2 separate regions of the Sus scrofa genome follow, and region 2 is linked to region 1. Evidence: chromatin contacts called from public Hi-C data. All regions are on one chromosome and are shown on one strand. The core of a region is the stretch at or near the end of the contact, and the rest is flanking DNA. Distances in the headings are between cores, read along the strand shown. Region 1 holds the start of DAPK2 (death-associated protein kinase 2). Region 2 overlaps HERC1 (probable E3 ubiquitin-protein ligase HERC1).

Region 1 (7,718 bases), core at 1,656-4,155:
TATCCAAAGACAAGGATAAGTAAACTACTGCTCCCTGCAATGACATGTATGGAACTCACAAACATGATGTCGAATGAAAGAAACCAGGCACAAAAGACTACAGGCTGTGTAATTCCACTTAGGTAAAACAAATCCATGGCGCTACAAGTCAAGATAATGGTTATACCCAGGTGCAGGGTTGTGCCTGGAAGGGGACATAGGGGGTTTCTGGGGGCTGGTAATGCTTTTCTTGACGCTATGTACACTTAGTTTGTATGCAAAGTTTTACATAATAAAAAAAGAGTCTAATATCTACTTATAGGACCAATGAGATAATACATGTAGAATGTTTTTATGTTTAAATGTTTTTAACAGTCCTTGGAGTTCCTTCCCTCCTGCCTACTGTCTTGGAGCCTTATGAGGGCAAGAGTTGTGACATTCTCACATCTGTCCCCTTGTGGTAGCTGGTATACAGCAGGCATTCTGCAAGCATAGGTTGATTTATTTATTTATTTTGCTTTTTAGGGCCGCTCCCACGGCATACAGAGGTTCCCAGGCTAGGGGTCTAATCAGAGCTGTAGCAACTGATAACAACTTGAAGCCCCTTCATAACATCTCTCCCCAAGATGAATTTGCATTTTATCAATTTAGAAGCTAAAGGGGAGACACTCAGGTGGAATTATAGTCACCAAGTAGGACCCAGAGGAGGACCAAGAGGCACAGACACCTTTCCAGCCCTGAAAAAATGAAGCTACATGGCAGAGGGCAGAGCTACAACTTTTGGTCAGAGGCACAGGCCATGGCTCCAGACATTCCGTGGATGAGGCCCATCTTAATGCCTACCTTTCTCTTAGAGGAATCTCTAGAATTCACATTCCTATCCCCAGCCCTAATACTAGGTAACAATTTTGAAGGTTAACAAAGATTTCCTAGATCTTCATAAAAAAAGGGACCTCAAAGAACACCTTGGGGATTTTTAGACCCTGCTCAGGAGCCACCAGCATGAGGAAGAGAAACCAGAGAAGATCCACCTTATCTACACTATATGTTGGGGTTCTGGGTAAGAATTCGTGGGAGGAAGTATTTGAAACCCACTACTATCTGGTCCAACCCACTTGTTTTATAAAAGAAGGAAACTGAGGTCCAGACAGCAGAAGGAACCTGCTAAAAATCACACAGCTAGCCCACTCCAGCCGCTCTTACCCTGGCTTCTGTTACGAGCACCCTCAACTCTCCAGTGCTGGCACCAAGGCTGGGAAGTCAGTGGCCTCCTGAGGGACAACCACAAGCAAGCTTCAAGGACAGAAGGATAATCCCATAAGGGACTTTCCATCATCCTAAGGCTTCTTCTTCATGGGTCCCAGCTCCCTCTGCCAAACTCAGAGATGCTCACCCAGGGCAAGTCTGTGAAATGGGTGTGATTGTCCCCTGATGCCCTACATCAAGAATCATCACATTTGGGCTCTGAGGAGGCTGACAACAGAAGGGAGAGGCACCTAGCATTACAGAGCCTCACCATGCCCTGGAGGCTCTCACCCGCCCCAATCTCTGATGAGGAAACTGGGGCTCAGAGAGGGTCAGCCACCTACCTGGGCTGACATGAGAAAACTGTTCCTGGTGAAGGTCCAGCTCCACTTGGCACCTGCACCTCCTCACCTAGGGAGGCCTTAGGGAGGTGGTCAGGGTCAGTTCAGGTCTTGTTCCTGCCAGTGGGAAACTTGTCCCAGACCAGTACACACCCACCCACATCCACATACCCCTGTACCCCCTGCCCAAGCCTCTCCCAAAGCTGCTGAATGAGGTCGCTTCAGGTGCTAAAAACATATCTTGGGAGATGGGTGTTTTGGGAAAGAACAGGACTCTGGAAGTGACTGTGAAAAAGCCAAGACGCCAGGACCCCTCGGTCACTAGGACTCTCCCAGGAAAACCCTACAGGGAGGCAGTTGAGAAACAGTGTCAGAAACCACAGACCCCAGCTGCCCTGCACTGGATTCTAGAGTACAAGGTACAAGGGCTGTGCTCTATCCACCTTTCCCCAGGGTCCTTCCCACCTGTCAGTGAGGCAGCCAACTAAGTATGTTCTCTTCCAGTGCCCACTCCTAGCCTACCCCCACCTGCCCTGGCCTCTGCTCAACTCTCCTGGCCTCCTCTCCTCCTCCCTAAAGTGAGAAGACTAATTTCCACCTTGCAGAGTTACAGTGAGCATTTAGCCAGACCCACACCTGCCATGAGACATCCACAATGCCTGGCCCAGAGCTGGGTCAACTGTTGACAACCCCCCTCCCCATGCTGGGGTAGAAAGCCCAGCCTGTTGCAGACCTACTGGCTGCCCCATGCCCACCCTGACTCTGCCCCAGGCCAGGCTCCCCACCCCGGGGACCACAGCTTCGTCCTGCCACAGAGAAAGCCTCCTCGCATCACCTCCTCACTCAAGGGGGAGAAGGAAGTATTCGAGAAGGCTGATGTTAAGGAAGACCTGGCCCTCTCCTCCCAGTGCTCTCCCCCCGCGGCAAGGGGTCTTAGCGTGATGGAAGCCAGTCTCCTACAATCCTCCCTAAGCACCTGGCCTCTGCCCGCAGCTCCCACCCGATCCCTCAGGTCAAAGTGCCAGACTTCGGACCGCGCCCTGGGGGAGCAGTCGGGTGCCGGCCAGAACGCCCAAAGCCAAGGCCGGTCATACCCCGGGGGAGCGGCATCAGGGACCCGGCGGCGCACTCAAGGGTAGGAGAACACGCCTCGGAGTAGTTTGCCCCCGCCAGCCCCACTCCCAGCCCCCTCTCCACACGCCCTGTCCCTCCCGTCGAGCCCGCAGACGGACACTACTCACGGCGGTAGTCTGAGCGGCAGGCGGTGGGCACGAGGGGCTCGGCGGGGCGTGCGGCCCTCGGCTCAGATCTGCTCGCTGCGCGCCCGCCCGCGGAGCGTCCGAGGAGCCGAGGGGGCGGGGCGGCCGGCCTGGTCCCAGGCGCCGGCTGGAGGCGCTCCCCGAGGCCCGAGAAGGGACTCGGGGCGCCCCCTGCCGGGAGCCCCCTCCGGCCAGCCCTGGGGTGAGGACCTAGTGTCTTCTGCCGGGTCAGGGTGAGCACCTCAGAGCCCCTGCGGATTCCAGGAGAGGGGGCAAGAGACAGAGTGGCAGGAACCTCAGGGCGTCTTCACTGGATCTGCTGCCCTTACAGCCTGTGTGTCTTTGGGCAAGTCACATAGCCAGGCATGATCGCTCAGAAAGTGGTATTTCCGGGAGTTCCCATTGTGCTTCAGCGGTTAAGGAACCCTACTAGCACCCATGAGGACGCAGGTTCGATCCCTGGCCTCACTCAGTGGGTTAAGGATCCAGCGTTGCTGTGGCTGTGGTGTAGGCCGGCAGCTGCAGCTCCAATTTGACCCCTAGCCTGGGAACCTCCAAATGCTGCGGGTGTGGCCCTAAAAAGACGAAAAAGACAAAAAAAAAAAAAAAAAAAAGGAGAGAGTGGTATTTCCTTGTCTCCTGTTATCCCGTTATCACACAGGCGCCCCAAGAGGAAGTCCCACCAGGGAATAGGCCCCTTGCAACGACAACGCACAGATTCTGACACACAGATTCCTCTGGAAAACTAATCATCCACGTTTCACAGTGGGGTGGGGGGAGACTCACCTCATCACCCCACCCCATCCACTCACACCCCCTGCAACACACCATTTGGGAGCAGCCTGACCTCTATGCCCCCAGTCCTGCCCAGCGCGTTGGTGAGTGAAGCTTCACATCGCCCTCAAGTCTTCCCTAATAAAAGATTGGAAAGTGGAGTCCTCTTCCCTTCTTCCTTCTGTCCAAAATCCCAGGAGGAAAAAGGAATGAGAGTGGAAGGGGTGGTAAGAGGAAGGAAGTGGAAACAGAATTTAATCCAGGTCTTCTTATTTCAAGACAAGAGGCTGTTTAGGGACAAGAGGCTGTTTAGGGGAAGATGAAGATCCCTTCCCCGAGCCTCCATCCCTAAGTCATCTGGGGGATCCTCAAAAAAGTGTTAGAGTAAATATGGTTAGACTCAGAGTCCTACATTTGGTTCAAAGCGCTGCCATGCGATTTCAGATGGCTGTAATCTTGGGCATGGCACCTGAACTCAATCTTTATCAGTAACATAAGCAACCACCCATTCTAACAGCATCTAATGGAGCTTTATGGGGCTGAAATGAGACAGACTGTGTAAGATGCACCTGGAGGACCCTCACCTTGGTGGGCAACCTCCCATTCCCCACTTGAGCCTTTCTGGACACTGGGGTATTGACAAGTATAGATGAACCAGCCCTCCCACCCCCAGCTGACCCATACCGCAGCACCTTTGACACGCTATAGAAAGATCCCAGTGCTTCCTCGTTTATCAGCTTGACAATAATATTCCAGGACAGTGCAGGCTCTGAGCGACCTCCCCCAGGAGCATCAGTCTACCTTGAATAGAGTAATATCCAAGACCAGATGTGGCTTTCCAAGTCAGTGTGCACAGGACAACCACTGGTGAGACTTCACCAGCATGAAGATGCCCTTCATCCTCAGACCACCCTCAAAACACCTCCTCCCCCTTTTCCAATTATCTATTGCTGTGTAACAAACTGCCCCAGCCTTGGTGACATGAAACAGTCTTGTCAGGCTCGTGCATGGAGGGTCAGGAATGTAGACAGTGCATGGTACATAAGGCTTACCTCTGCTCCACAATGTCTGGGACCTCACTCAGGAAGACTTGAGTGGGTGGGAGTGACTTGAATGGCTGGGGATTGAAATCATGTGGAGGCCTCTTCATTCACACAGCCAGTGCCTGGGCTGTGATGATCCCTGACCTCCGTGTCGCTGACCTACCTACTTGGGGTCCTAGTTCTGCCTCCTTGGTCTACATGCTGACTCCATCTCAGCTGAGCCCAGATCCTAACCCAGTTCTCAGCAGCTGCATCCAGGAAAACAAAGGCACAGGAGCCAAGTCTAGCCATCTGTAGTGGCCTCTGCCCCTAAACAGGACTGGCCCTGCTCCTTCCTCTCCAGAACCAGGAACCCTCAGCTCTTTCCTTTCAGGAGATTTTCTGGCCTCTCAGTTTTGGCTTCTATTACTCCATCATATAATATTTTCATCCTTCTACCCAGATCAAACCAACATTTATAGACAATCTATCATGAGCAAGACACTGCACTAAGGGTTTTCCTGTCACCTCATTTAATCTCCAAGTGAAATGCCTTTTATAAACCAATACTATTATTACTGTCATTATTCTATAGATGGGGAAACAGACTCAAAGAGTATAGTGGACACGTACATTTGTTTTGGCTGTGCAATTTCCAATGCCTTCCTATTTGCAAGGAAATAACTGTGGTGGCAGCAGTAGGGCATAAGTGGATGTGATGCACCATCTCCCACCACCAAGGCTGAAGAGAGAAAACCCTCCTTCCCCAACCCCTTCCTCCTTCCCCAGTATCCATGAAACCACTAACTTGGCCAATCAGGTACTTCTGCTCAGCACTTTGAGTCCCGAGCAAGTAATGCTAAGCTGTTCACCGTGGGCATTGGAAGCAGTGGAGGCATCCTGGGCAGATTGTTCCAGCCTCTAGAGCCTTGGGTTCCTGCTACTGCAGCCTCCCATCAATTCTGAGTCCCTCTAGCCTTCCAGTAAGTTCCTGTGTGCTGAGTTGGCAAAACTCGATGGATACTGATAGACAGGAATGTGCTCAATGCTGAAGGGCCAGGAACCAAGCAAACACATCTCCTTTCACATCCAGTTTTCCACTTTGTCACAGAGCTTCCAACACAGGAGAGAGGTGGGTGGAATTCCTGGGATGATGGTGAAGAGAAGCCGAAGGATGACAGCAGGCAATAGGACAGCAACCAGTCCAGATTGGAGCAGGGGAATCCACCAGGGAACAGAGGGCTCCAGGAGTGATGTTGCCACGAAAAAAGCAAAACCTCAGGCAATGTGTTTAACCTACTGAGTGGTGTTCTTTGAGAAGAAAGTTTAGGGATAGATTTATTATAGGTAGATAGAAAAATTAAGTGAATAAGTGACAAAGTGATTATTAATCCTAGAAAAATGTAAAACTGCATATAAGGAAATGTTCATTACAATACACTATAGCTCAGATTTGAGCTGTGAATAATATGTACATGTCATAATAATGGGAATAAATTTTTTGCAGTTTTTTTTAATTTATTTTATTGAAGTATAGTTTCTTTACAATGTTGTATTAATTTCTTCTGCACAGTTAAGTGACTCAGTATACATATATATACATACTTTTTAATAATTTTTTCCATTATGGTTTATCATAGGATATTGAATATAGTTCCCTGTGCTATACAGTAGGACCCTGTTGTTTATCCATTCTGTTCATCATAGTTTGCATTTGCTAACCTCAAACTCCCAGTCTAGCCATCCCTGCCCCACCTCCCCCTTGGCAACCACAAGTCTTTCTCTATGTCTGTGAGTCTGTTTCTATTTTGTAATTAACTTAATTTGAGTTATATTTTAGGATCCACATATAAGTACTATCACATAGTATTTGTCTTTCTCTTTCTGAATTCACTTAGTATAAGAATTTCTAGTTGCATCCATGTTGCTGCAAATGGCATCATTTCATTCACTTTTATGGCTGAGCAGCATTCCATTGTATGTGTACATTCCATTATATATAAACGTGTGTGTAAACATGTATATATATAACATACACACACATGCCACATCTTCTTAATCCATTTGTCTGTTGATGGACACTTAGGTTGCTTCCGTGTCTTGGCTGTTGTGAATAGTGCTGCTATTAACACAGGAGTATATGTATCTTTTTGAATTATGGGTTTGTCTGGATATAGGCCCAGGAGCAGGATTGCTGGATCATATGACAACTCATTTTTAGTTTTCTGAGGAACCTCCACACTGTTTTCCATAGTGGCTAAACCAATTCACATCTAAATTTTTATCTTATCTCAATGGAAGAGGGATGGGACATGGAGAAATGTATGAGCACAAAACCATCTTTCGTGGTGGGAAAAGAAATAAAGTTGAAAAATAGTGAAATAGCATTATAATAATGTTTTTTGGAAAAGACACTAAATAACAAAACAGTTTCAAGGGTTCAAACTGGTGGCTTCTGGGGAGTGGGGCTCAAATGTGGGGTAGGAGGGGGCAGGGGATGCTGGTTTTTAGTTATGACAAAGTATTTGCCCTTTAAAATAATGTACACATGTTATTTTGCTAAAAATTAAAATAAAAAGAAAATAAGTGGGATCAGATTGACAGAAAAAAAGGCAGATAAAATCACACCTCAGTATATCTCAGCTCATTCACAGTCTTAATAGTCACTAAGAATAACTGAGCACTTACTGTACACAGTATAATAATCCCCATTTTACATATGAGACAGTGAGACTCATATAACATGCAGCAGAGATGGGATTTAAACTCAGGCCGTCTGACTCGAGCTCCAATTACACCATACCCTAAAGCTCCAAGCTCTCCATCAACTGTTAAGAAAAGCAGAAGTTGGAGTTCCCGTCGTGGCACAGTGGTTCATGAATCCAACTAGGAACCATGAGGTTGCGGGTTCGATCCCTGGCCTTGCTCAGTGTGTTACGTATCTGGCATTGGGCAGTGGTGTAGGTCGCAGACGTGGCTTGGATCCCGAGTTGCTGTGGCTCTGGCGTAGGCCAGCGACTACAGCTCCGATTAGATCCCTAGCCTGGGAACCTCCACATGCCGCAGGAGCGGCCTAAGACAAAAAAAAAAAAAAGCAG
Region 2 (7,718 bases), core at 2,087-4,586, 310 kb before region 1:
TATTTCCTTTCTGTTTTCAACAAAATAAAATTAAATTCCAAGAAGTTAATAGGTCTAGCTACTATCTTCAGCTTTTGGAGAAGATGGCTTACACATAAACAAAATTTTGACTAAAGGCTTTAATTCATTTGAATCTACTTACCTCTAAAACTACAGAAAATCCATATGTACTTATAGGGCAACTGCTTAAAATTTGGGACAGGTAGAAACTATAGGATAGTTATTTTAAAGTGTCACAGTGATTCCTCCTAAGTAATTTATACTTAATTCTAGGTTATTCTCAATTCAAAACCAAAGATATCACTTTTTGTTTTATTCCAATGATTAATTTGTCCTATAATTAGTTACCATAGACTGAATCTCAAATTTATATTTCCAAAAGTATCATAAATAGTTGAGGGAAAAGAACAATTTTAACCAACAGACTATCACTTATAAATATGATTAGTACAGTAGGAAACTCTTAAGTAATAGGTTGGATCATTTATGCCACTCAATAAGTTTGGAGCCATGTTTTCCTTAATATAAAACAGAAATTACAGCAACAATCTTTTTTTTTTTTTGTCTTTTTGCTATTTCTTGGGCTGCTCCCGCGGCATATGGAGTTTCCCAGGCTAGGGGTCTAATGGGAGCTGTAGCTGCCAGCCTATGCCAGAGCCACAGCAACTCGGGATCCGAGCCGCGTCTGCAACCTACACCACAGCTCACGGCAACGCCGGATTGTTAACCCACTGAGCAAGGGCAGGGATCGAACCAGCAACCTCATGGTTCCTAGTCGGATTCGTTAACCACTGCGCCACGACGGGAACTCTGACAGCAACAATCTTCATCTGAACCAAGCAACATGAAAAAGATAAAGCTGTTCCAAAAATTTTAATTTTTTTTTGTAGGGCCACACCCACAGCACGTGGAGGATCCAGGCTAGGGGGTGATTCGGAACTATAGCTGCTGGCCTACATCAGAGCCACAGCAATGTCAGATCTGTGACCTACACCACAGCTCATGGCAACACTGGATCCTTAACCTACTGAGCGAGGCCAGGGATCGAACCTGCAACCTCATGGTTCCTAGTTGGATTTGTTTCCACTGCGCCACAATGGAAACTCCCCCAAAATTTAATTTCTAAATCACATGGTTAAGAAAAAGGTACTCTGGCTAGTTATGGCACATGAACTGCCAATTTTCAAAGAATTAAAAAATAATAAAATACATACTGCACATTATACTAACCATTTATTTGATATCACAAATACCTTATAATTTTTTTAGAAACCCAACAGCCTTGATACACCATAGTATTAAAACTTTACAATAAAGAAAGCACCATCTCTAGTCTTTAGAATTCCTAATAGTTCAGATTAATCATTTTCTGCATTCTAAGTACCAACATTTCTTCCTCTAAGTTATAAATACAAAAAAGAAAAAGCTGTGTGTGAAATTTCTTTCTCTCATTCCTTTTTTTCTGTAGGGGAACCTAACATCCTGCCAAGGAAGCTATCAAGGGAAGAGTTTAACTCTGAAATACAAAAGACTTTTAATATCATGGAAAAAAACAGTTTTCCCACAGGCTTTTAGGAAACTGCCACCAGGAGATATCTGGAACATTTCACATTTTCACAACCAGAGGATAAAAGCGTTCAATAAAAATAAAAGTGCCAGAGTTCCCGTCGTGGCGCAGTGGTTAACGAATCTGACTAGGAACCATGAGGTTGCGGGTTCGATCCCTGCCCTTGCTCAGTGGGTTAACGATCCGGCGTTGCCGTGAGCTGTGGTGTAGGTTGCAGACGAGGTTCGGATCCAGTGTTGCTGTGGCTCTGGCGTAGGCTGGTGGCTACAGCTCCGATTCGACCCCTAGCGTGGGAACCTCCATATGCTGCGAGAGAGGCCCAAGAAAATGGCAAAAAGACAAAAAAAAAAAATAAAAGTGCCAATTAATAGAGAACAATATTTGGAGAGTTTTTAGTTACCTTGGAGTTGTATTATCTAAAAGTGCTGTTCTTTCCATCTACTTGTACATATAAACGAGGTAACTATATTATTCCTTAAGATACAGCTTTTAACAAATGAGCTTAACACTTGATGACACTCTAAAATTGTTCCTCATGGGAAAAGTTTTTTAAAGAAATCATTTGCTCATCTTTCACATTCTCTAACTTGAGAGGCAAGGAGGAAAAAACTAGAAACTTTCAGTTTGAAAGTAGAATGTGTGTATGATAGGCAAATGGGATAAATAGTTCTCCCTGTAACACCTTTTAAACTATAGCTACTCTACCAGTGAGCTAAAACATGGCAAATTATGTCCATAACCCCCCACAATGTAAAGTACTGCTTCTGGAGTTCTACAGGACTTTTAAAAAGTCAAAACACACAACAAATGAGAAACAAAACTGATTAACTCCTAGACAGTCCCAGACTTTTTAAGGGTATATATTTTAAAGAAAATGATCTTCCTTTTAACTTTTCTGATAAAATGTTTCAATGACAGATCTAAATACATCAGACATAAAAAGAGCTACTTAATTTCATCAGATATTTAATAGTTAATGCTTACCTCTCTTTCTATGAGATGATGCCAAATCCAAATCAACGTTTCGTCTTCCACTCTAAGTTAAAAATAAATAATAAAATTGTGAAAATTATTTTACAATTAAGAGTTAACTGAATATTGGAATAAAAAATAAACTATATAATTATAGCAATGCGCTATTTATTCACCAGTCATGCCAGGCTAAGAACAAAAAATCTCTAAAAACCCAGTGAAAACAGCTGTAAGAGAGCCCAGGCACAAGACTCTAAGATACTAAAATATAAAGCCAATTAACACTGTAAAACAGTAGAAGTTTTTCTTTGTTGTCACCTTTTCTTCTTTGGAATCTTTGTCTTTTATATTCCAAACACAGTATGATTTTGGCAGCACCTGCAGCATACAAAAGTTCCCAGGCCAGGGACTGAGCATGTGCCACAGCAGTAACCAGAGCTACAGCAGTGACAATGCCAGATCCTTAAGCCACTGAGTCACCAGGGAGTTCATGATCTCTTATTAATATCCTCTGTAGCCAAGTCCTAGATGCCTAAAGCAGCTATAGCAAAGTCCCATTTTCCAAAATAACTACTTGATCTATCCTCACTTTCCATTCTTTTCAACTCTCATTAGCCTTGGCTAAGTATACAGAAGAAGAGAATCTGATACATAGTTCTAAGCCTTCTGGTAGTATTTTAAAATATTTTAAAACGCTTTTAAATAACAGAAGAAATCTCAAACTGGTGAAACTGCAGACAGCTTAATAAAGAGTGAAGGCTTTTAGGAAGAATGGGAGTATATTTCTGTGTGTGTGTGTGTGTGTGTGTGTGTGTGTGTGTGTGTGTGTGTGGTGGGGAGGCACTGTTGAGAACTATCTACTCTCTCATATGTACACCCAGCCATAAACAAACCATGTGACTTAAATTTATGTATAGACTTGACATTATGGTCTTGGCAATTTCAACTGTATTCTATCACATAATAAAAAAGTTTGTGGCAAAGAAGAATGCGTGCAGAAGTAATAAAACAGATCAGTTCAGGAAATCTTTTCCTGCTAACACATACAGACATATGCATGCACACTGTGGATAAATACATTTTGTCTAACACACACGCACGCACGCGCGCGCGCTCGCACACCAGAAATAAGTATGTCCTCAGGCCATTTGATAGACCAAATACCAAAGAGTTGTCACAATAGCTATAAAGATATTACCATTTCATGTATATAACATTTTTATTACACAGGACCTTTTATCTCATGCCTCAGAACGAGAAACATCTAAGTTTCTCCTGAAAACCTGGTTTAGTCTTACCTTTTAGACACTAAATCGTATTAACTCATGCTTTTTCCTATTTGGTGGCCAATCTGTAATACACCACCACAGGATATGTGCAGAGGTGTGGAAATCTTACTCAGGGCTTTATTTTCCTCTCTCAGCTTCTTTTAGACATAATTTATTCACCTAATTTATACTTTTATAAACAGTATTTATTCATGGATGTTAAATCAAATTCTTCATGAAATAGGAGAGTAGGGAAATGTGGGGGATAAATTGGGAGAGCACAGTAAGAAATGCTGATAAAGGAGTTCCTGTCGTGGCGCAGCAGAACTAAATTCGACTAGGATCCATGAGGTTTCGGGTTCAATCCCTGACCTTGCTCAGTGGGTTAAGGATCCGGTGTTGCCGTGAGCTGTGGTGTAGGTTGCAGGATGCGGCTCAGATCTGGTGTTGCTGCAGCTTTGGTGTAGGCCAACAGCTACAGCTCTAATTAGACCCCTAGCCTGGGAACCTCCATATGCCGCGGGTACGGCCCTAAAAAGACAAAGACAAAAGACAGAAAAAAAAAAAGAAAAAAGAAAAAGAAATACTGATGAGAGTGACAACTGTCAATCAGGGTTTAACTGTGTAAATGTTCATTTAGGTTTCTCTGTTTACTAAGACAGAGAATTAAATAGGATATCACATAAAACTCTTTTTTTTTTTTTTTCCCCTTTCCGGCCTCCCCGAAGCACATGGGAATTCCCAAGCCAGGGATCAGACTGGAGCCACAGCTGGGACCTAAACCACAGCTGCAACAAGGCTGGATCCTAACCTATCATGCGGGGCCAGGGATTGAACCTACATCCCAGTGCTCCCAAGACACCACTGATCCCCTTGCACCACAGCAGGAACTCCGATCACATAATACTCTTTATGAAACACAAATTTAGCACTGAACTGATTAACTTCAGTTATTTTAAGAAAACATTTACTAACAATTCAGAGTAAATGAAGTACTAATAGATATCAAAGATAGGAATGGTAATCCTAAATAACCTCAGACAGAAGGGTAACATAGTTCAACTGGAAAAACCCTAAGTACACCCCCACTACTTGCTCCTCTTTGTCTATACCAGGCTCTCTGAAGCTGAAGGTTCAGCCCAGGCTGCCTCATTTACAAGAGAATCTGTTCTCTCTTGTTCTTGGTTTTTTCACCTTTTATGACACTATCATTCTAAATATTCCATAAGGAAAGATGATCAAGAGTCCATCTTTTTCAAAAATGTGTTTATTAATCTTTTTAGAATTCTGTAGAAACTAGACTTGGCAGTTAAATCTAGTTTCAAGCCACCTCCATTTATCTGTCTTCTCATTATGTTTTTAAAACATAACTTTCAACATGTTTTAAAAACCCACCTGAGCAAGTGTAACAGGTAGTTATTCCCCATTGCAAAGATAAGAAGCTGGGGCTCAGAAAGGTTAAGTGTCTTGCCCAAGGGCAAAATCAATAGAACCTACTGTGGAACAAAGAGTGCATATCTGGAAAAGAAAACAAACTGTAATTTTAAATAGAGTGGTCAGGGTAGGCATCACTGAAAAAGTAACATCAGAATGAAGAGCAGAAGTGAGGGAATTTGCCTGCAGACAACAGTATTCCAATCAGAAGAAACAGCCATGTAAAGGCCCTGTGGGGAAGTTATGTGGTGAAGAGGTCAGTGTAGCAGAAGAGTCTACCAAGAAAAAGAGCAGCAGCAGAGGAGATCAGAGAGGAGCGAGGCCAGGATACCTCAAGTCTTAAAAACCCCTGTAGGGACTTAGGCTTCTACTCTGAGGAAAAAGTCATTGGAGGTTTTGAGGAGAGAAGTGACATGTTCTATTACAAAATTACCACAAGGCTGGGGAGACTAGATAATGAGAATGATCAACTTTGAAAAATTAAATGGACAGAGGAATCTCAGTAGACTACAAGACTAGGAATGTGAATTGGGAGCACAGAGATATGAATGGGAACGAATAATAAAAGGCAAAAGAACAAAAAAAATAAATGAAACTTGAAGATACTGTTCACCTATCCTTAGAGGGGGAATCTGTCACGCTTACAAGTTTGTTTTAAAACAACAGCATTATGTTTATGTAGCAATCCATGCTCCTCAAAAATATAAGGTAAAGCAACAGCCAAAATGAAAACCCAGCTATGAACTCCATGTCCAAAGCTATTCAAATAGAAGGAATCTTTTAGACAGTTTTCATTCCGTAATTTATTTTACTCATTACATTATAGCATACCTTACTTCCTACTTGAGAGTTACATATACACACATATATACACATATATATACATATATATATACACACACACACACACATATAAAACAGCATCTCACTTATTTGACGTTTACCTTAAATGCCTGTAGTCCAGGTCCTCAGGCTTTTTTGACACATAACTGAGAGCTACTTAAAGTTGGTAAATAGAGGAGATATAAACAGCTTTGTATTGTACAGCAGAAATTGACAGAACATTGTAAATGAATTATAATAAAATTTTTAAAAAGAAAAACAGATTTGTATTTTAGAAATATTATTCTAGTGAAATGTCAAAGATGGGCATGGGATAAGAGATAGGGCAACCAGTTTGGAGATTTCTGTACTGGTCCAGGCAGAAAAGAAGGAAAGTCTGAAACAGCAGTTACAGGAGGGATGGACAGGACATATCAGAAAGATGTTAAGAGTTGAAATTGTCAAGATTTGTCTAAATAGATTGTGGGGAGTGAGGAGGTTGCAGGGACCTGGAATTAAGAAAAAGTAGAGTCAAGGATGAGCCCAGGTTTCCAGCCTGAGTAATTAAGAATAGCACTTACTTAGATAGGGAATATGAGAGGAGAAGAAGTTTGGGAGTAAGAGAAGTTTATTTTGGATAGGTTAAGATTATGGTCACCTGACATGTACAGGTAGAATGTCCACCAAGGAGTCACATATACATGAATTTGGGAGTTCCTGTCATGGCTCACCCGAAACGAATCTGACTAGTACCCATGAGGATGCAGATTCAATCCCTGGCCTCACTCAGTGGATTAAGATCCAGCATTGCTGTGAGCTGTGGTGTAGGCTAGCAGCCGCAGCTCCAATTTGGACCCTAGCATGGAAACTTCCATATGCCACATGTGCAGCCCTAAAAAGACAAAAAATAATAAAAATTAGATGCATGAATTTGGAGATTAGGAAGACGGCAGAGCTAAAGATAGAAATCTGAGAGTCCTTAACACATAGGTGATGAATATGCAATACAATTACCTCATTTCTCTTAAAAGTTCTTTTAAAAAAGTTTTTTGTCTGAAACAAATGTATATTACTTACTCTAACCAAAGCCTTATGTATCTACACACAAATCCTTCTTTACTGAATCTAGATATACCTACCAGTGCGTAACCTTCTTCATCTGATTCAGGCTGAGACAAATCAGATTCACTCCTCGATTTGATCAGTCTATAATTTGGACTTGCGTGGACTAGTCGGCTCTCTGCAGTAAGACTTTCACTCCTGTCTCACATGCACAAAGAAAAGTTTTTCGATTTGGGACTGTTAGTGAACATAAAATTGAATGCAACTAGCAGCACAGAGATAAAATACACACACAGTGAGGAGTAATTACATCTGTTGATGGAAAAATCCTGATTCTTAGCTAGGTCTAAGCACAAAGTCTGTCTCGATTATATCAGAAAGACTTTCATGTCACTACATTACAGAGATATGCAAATACTGTTATGTGTTTCTCAACTATTCTGTTATTTATATGTATGAAAATCTGTGTCTCCTCATTGAATCTGAAGTTTATACTCCAGGCTGAATTAGTACCACACTTTACATTACTTTAAATTCATCCTCCTCAATTTCTATTTCCTCCTCCATGTCTGTGTTAATTTCAGAACACAATA

The links. Hi-C and Micro-C count contacts between places; a contact is called where the count stands out from the background.
Region 2: a Hi-C map of skeletal muscle shows a contact between it and region 1, with 3 times the contacts expected there. The contact joins the enhancer-like site here to the promoter of DAPK2 in region 1. A contact is called at or near these places in 1 of 5 promoter capture datasets (liver), 3 of 47 Hi-C or Micro-C datasets (embryonic fibroblasts, heart right ventricle and skeletal muscle) and 1 of 2 datasets of contacts at active chromatin or transcription factors (skeletal muscle).

What each region holds. Positions count from the first base shown.
Region 1 is chr1:107,992,492-108,000,209 of Sscrofa11.1, reverse strand. It overlaps DAPK2 (death-associated protein kinase 2), which reads right to left and starts at 2,905. Exons shown (of 12, transcript NM_001243563.1): 1 at 2,807-2,905.
Region 2 is chr1:108,303,054-108,310,771 of Sscrofa11.1, reverse strand. It overlaps HERC1 (probable E3 ubiquitin-protein ligase HERC1), which reads right to left. Exons shown (of 78, transcript XM_021094078.1): 24 at 7,203-7,323; 25 at 2,552-2,603. Among named protein-coding and RNA genes, the nearest start is that of HERC1, 100 kb to the right of the region's middle. Within about 2 kb of position 3,336, at least 2 of the 83 cell types and tissues checked have an H3K27ac peak or open chromatin away from gene starts, as enhancers often do. A contact at or near this core is called in skeletal muscle, where this site is marked.